Regions from separate parts of the Rattus norvegicus genome. Here region 2 is linked to region 1. A link is a contact called in public Hi-C data. All regions are on one chromosome and are shown on one strand. Each heading gives the region's core, a stretch centred on a gene start, on an enhancer-like site or on the middle of the called end of the contact. The rest is flanking DNA. Distances are from core to core; before and after follow the strand shown.

Region 1 (2,564 bases), core at 49-2,548:
CCTTCTCTCAGCAATTGGTAATTGCCCGTAGCTCTTAAACTAGGCATCTATGTATAGAAGAATGAAACTAGACACCCTATCTCCCTGCGCAAAATCCAACTCCAAACCTCAATGTGAAACCAGAAGTGCTAAAACTGCTAGAAGAAAACATAGGCAGAATCCTGCATGATATGGTGGTAAGGAAGGGCTTCCTAAGTAAGACTCTATTTGCCCAGATATTAAGTCTTACAATTGACAGGTGAGACCTCATAAAAAAATATTACTTTTTTTTAAGTGGCCTGCTGGGTATGGGTGGCCAAACCTAGTTTGTTTGAGTTTCAGCTTTGCTAACCCTGAAAGCAGTAACAGTGTTAGTGAAGGGCTACCTCAGATTAAGCTGCAGAGCAAAGGTATTTGTGTCTGTGGCAAGGCTAATTAGGAAAAGCAAGGCAGGGGCATGCTCTTCCTAAAGACAAGGTCTCCAGGGCTAGGTAGCTTCCCTATTCTTGTGTGTCTGTTGTTTACTTTTCTCTCAACATAATTAGCTGGGCTTCAAAGTGTCAAACTGGGATATCCTGGGCACTAGCGTGTCCTCCACCTCAAACTCCACTGGGAGTCCCAGATTTCCAGCATCACCTTAGCATCACCAGCTTAGGAAAAATGTAACCCCGAACCCCAAATTAGAGCTTAAACTGATACTCCCCCTAGGCCTCAGCATCTATCTCCCTTCAGCAGAACACACAGAGGCTTTATCGGGTTGATTACAGATTCATCCTTCCCTCGACCCCTGAACTACTCAGCCAGAGCCTACCAATATTTATTTGGCAAACGGGAAATGGTTCGTGCCTAAACCCTCTGATTTCAGATGAGGCCCATGAAAGAATAAATTAGCATATGAGTATTTAGCAAAAAAAAAAAATGACTGCTGTGTGAAGCTTGAAGCACTACTGTTACAAGGCAGAGTCCACTTTAATCTCAGCCACCGGGACAGCGTCAGTTGTTGCCTTATCACACGGGAATGATTTCCCCATCGGCAACGGCAGCCTGCCAGGGAGCACGGTCCTCCAGCTCACAGTATCAGTTGGCATTCTCCAGTAGCACCAGGCACTGATATTTTTAGTTTTGCAAGAGGTGCCAGGCTGGGAAACAAAACTTCAGACCCACAAACTAATTCCTATTTACTTCAGTTGGGAATGGCAGCTTGGTTCCAAAGCCTGTGGAATTTTCAACTCATAAATTGGATGTGTCAGGGATGCCTGGAAGCTTTGCTGACTGGAGTCAGCTGATGGACTTATCATTCCCTTTAATTCCCACAGAGGGTGGCAGGGAACATGGCTATAAATCTGTCTGTGATAAGTACGGAGCAGACCAGCTGCTACGGTGTCATCTTCATCTAAGTTCTGTGGGAAAGAGAGTCCTGTCAAAGAAGGCTCTGAGACCGTCAACTAGTTCTCCCAAAGTACACTACCACAGTCTCCTTCTGAGATGACTCAGTCCTTTCCACTCCATGATGACTCCGTTTTGGAAATATATGCAAGGAGTCTTCCCACAGCAAAGAAAATGGACAAACTGTATGAGATATCTGTTTTAAGACATTGAACATCAGGGAATAAAAGATTCAAGAGGTTATGAAAAAAGTAAGCCTAGTTAATGCCTCGACTTCTTAATCAAGGCTCCACAAGGCTGCAACTCCAGAAAAGAAACAGGAGGTGGATTTGGTTCTTCTTACAGAGCTGAGGGGTAGGATTGCCGCTCAAGACAGGAAGCAGGAGGTCGAGGTGGCCCTCTCCCCGAACTGAGGGATGGGATTGAGAGCCTGAGAAAAAGCAACTTGAGTTTGTAATGTACAATACTAAGGAAGAAATAAAACAGTCTTCTTGTGCATTCAGTTTATTCTGGTCAGTGATGGCATGACAAGGAACTGCATGAGGCCAGTCAAAGAACCACAGAAAGGATCTGCAATGAACAGCACCCAGCAACTACCACCCAGAACAGATTCACTAAGCATGGGGTCCACACACAGAAGAGACTTTCCAAAAAACACAGTCATATACTAGAAAAAAAAAGTTTTCCAATATCTCCGATCTTCTCCAAAGTTGTCAACCATACAAAGGAGGGAAATACAATCCAGGAGGAGAGACATAATTAAAGCTAATTCAGAACTTCCACAATCATTACGATTAGCAAAGCCACTATGACAGCTACTATAACTAAATCCTTTATGTTCATTGATTAATATTTAATATTCTTTATATTAAAATTAAATAGATTCGTAGAAAAATAAGAAAAGCACTCCAGATGGACATCTCGAGATGGGAACAAGTGCGGAAGAAAAGATGAGTGCATTTGAAAACAGGAATAAGGACAGAGGACAATGAGACGGAATGAGGAACCTGTAGACGTCAGTAGAGCTGAAGGGGGGCCCAGCCTTCGAGAGGCTGAGGCAGGAGGATTCCATAAATTCAAGGCCGGCCACAACACATAGTGAGACCTGTTTCAGAAAGCGAGAGGGAGGGAGGTAAAAGGAAAGGGAAGGGGGGAGGGGGAAGGGAAGGAGAGGAGAGGAAGAGGAGTCTGGGAAAAAA
Region 2 (2,564 bases), core at 25-2,524, 85 kb after region 1:
CCATTGTGAGTACGGAGGCCCATAATTGGATGTGGGGAGTGCGTACAGAGACAGGAAATATGAAGGGCACACTTGGGTGTCACAACGTTTGCTTTTGACAAGATGGGTTCTGTGCTGTCAGTACGTCTGAGATTCAGGCCCAGCAGAATGACAGACACTGAGACAACACAGGATTATTTTCAGTTTCATTTCTTCCAGGTTGCTGGAGACCTGGTGAAACCTGGCCACTTTCCTCAAGAAATTTACAGAATGATGGGGGAGGTTTGCCCAGGATAGAGACCGATCCCCAAGTCAGACTGATGTCAGTCACCAGGGAGTCCAGAAGACACACTGCTGTGGTAGGAGGAAGGAGAAAGCTGAGATCGGGAACACATGAACAGGTAGAGGGAAGCCCTGTGCTCTCTGGCAGAGAACAGAACAGGATCCAGGCAATGCAAACCTGCCAAAGCATTGAGGCATGGTATTTAGCCTCAGGTTCTGAGGTGACAGTTGGGCAGTAGAAAGAAGGCTGAAGATATGGAAGTCCTGCTGTGAAGGAAGCTGAGATCATGGGAAGTCTCAGAGGGTGCTCAGTATCAGGGGGGAGAGGTCAGTTCTGCACTTCTGGGAGGGACAACTTTTGGATGTCACATGGAAGCTACGAGATTAAAAGCAAGGAAGCGGGAGACAGAGAAGTACTGTGGCCAGTTTCCACAAGAAGCCTCGACTTGACCAAAGACAGTAAGCATTTGGGCTGCTTTTCTATCTGCTCAAGGCAAGTTTCCTGATGGGGGTTGGGGTGGAGGGGATGGAGTAGGGTATCTAATCAGCCCCTGGAGCATAGGCAGTCTCCAAGCCAGAGAAGTTTCAAGTTTCTCCTTGCCAAGGTCGCACTACTACAGGTGGGCTGCTCCAGGCGCCAGGAGCCTGCTTCACTCCACGCCTACCCTGCCCACCACCCTTAACGTTCCCCTCCAAGCCCAGGCACCGCGGTGGGCTGTGCCCGGCAGGCGCTCCGGGAGCTACGCAGCGGCGGCGGTGGCTGCTCCAGAAGGCCTGGCGGGCGGCGGCGAGAGGCTGTGCCCCAGTTTGTGTCCAATCAGGGAATGCGGGCTGTGCCCCGAGCCGGGCAGCAATGCGTAAACAAACCCTCTGGCAACTCCTCCGCCCCCTTGGCGCGCTCGCCCCGCGCCCAACGCCGTCGCCTCCGCCGCCACCGTCACGGTCACCGCGGGCTCGGCTGCCGTCGTCCTTTCCCCCGCCCTCTCGCCGCGGGGCCACCCGGACCTCCCGCCCGCGCGGCTCGCGCCTCGCCACCCGGTCCTGCTCCGCCCCGCCCGCTCGGGCTGCTCACCTACCGCCCCACGCGCGCGCGCTCGTGCACCACGCGCCCCGTGCGGCCCGCCCGGAACGTGGCCTCCCGAGAGCTAGGTAAGAGCGATGCTCGGGGACCCGGGAGGCTTCCCGGTTTGGGGAAGTTTTTATAGTGCGGCCGATCTTCCGCTGGGCCCGGGGTGAGATCCCGGCGGGCGCCGCCGTGCGAGCTCGGCGGGCAGCAGGGGTCGCGCGCAGCCGGGGGTCCCAAGTTGCCCACGCCAGGGAACCGGTGCTGGCGGCGCGGCTGGGCCGGGCGGGCGACGGGAGGGTCCCGGGGAACTTTCTCCTCCCCTGAGGCGCGCTTGCCAGCGCGGCCCGCGGCCCCGGCCCCACGGCGGCGGCTCCCGGGCTGGAGAGAGCAGGGCACGGTGTTTGAAGAAGCTGACGCAGTTGGTGACGCTCGCGGCTTCCTGAAGGGGACCGGCCACGATCGAGTGCCTTCGCGAGGGGACGCTCGGGGCGGGCGCTCGGGGCCTTTCTCCCCTCTCCTGGAAGCTGCGTGGGGAGCCCCTCGGGCTCCGGGAGTGAGCACCTCTGCCGGGCGGCCCCGGCAGCGCGCACCCCGCTTCCGTTTGGATCGGCTGGGGCTATTATATAAGATGCCACGGAGAGCAGAGGGGCGATCGGGAGCGCGGCGGCGAGGGCGGCGGGGACCCACCTGTGCACCACCGCACGCCTCGGGGGTCGGGTTGGAGCCAACCCTGCCTTCCGCGCCCCTGCCTGCCCCGGGACGCTCGCTCCCCGCCACCTTGCCCGGCTCTCCGCATCTCTCGCAGCAGGCGTCCGTACTTTGAAACATTTGTTTAATATTAAGGAAGCTGCGTGTGCGGCCGTCATAGTACGCCGGGAACGTGTGGCTGTGAGCTCCGGAGCGGTGAATGAATCATTGCCCCGGTGGACCGCGCTCCGATGATTCACGCGGGCTCCACACGCGCGCGCGTACTCGCTGTGGGCCGCCCTTCTGCGAGGGATGACGCCCGGAGGGGCGGGGGAGTTCATGAGAGAGGGTGGCGAGGTTGGTTTTTTTTTTTTTTTTTAATTTAAACCTGCCACAGTAACTTTAGGGTGTAGGGCTCCCCATCTTCCCTAGCCTTGCTACGCGTTTTCTGGAAGGGTAACACGATTCCACCTGGCTGGGTTAATGTGGCAGTGGAGACGCTGATTCGCTACAGGGCCCGGTCCAGTCCCATTCACAATTTGAATAGTGT

The links. A called contact is a pair of places that touch in the nucleus more often than the background predicts.
Region 2: a Hi-C map of psoas muscle shows a contact between it and region 1, with 2.8 times the contacts expected there. The contact joins the promoter of Pcgf5 here to the enhancer-like site in region 1. A contact is called at or near these places in 2 of 12 Hi-C or Micro-C datasets (Schwann cells and psoas muscle).

The regions. Positions count from the first base shown.
Region 1 is chr1:243,390,328-243,392,891 of GRCr8, forward strand. No RefSeq gene overlaps it. Among named protein-coding and RNA genes, the nearest start is that of Pcgf5, 85 kb to the right of the region's middle. Within about 2 kb of position 1,299, at least 10 of the 93 cell types and tissues checked have an H3K27ac peak or open chromatin away from gene starts, as enhancers often do.
Region 2 is chr1:243,475,177-243,477,740 of GRCr8, forward strand. It overlaps Pcgf5 (polycomb group ring finger 5), which reads left to right and starts at 1,275. Exons shown (of 9, transcript NM_001129882.1): 1 at 1,275-1,410.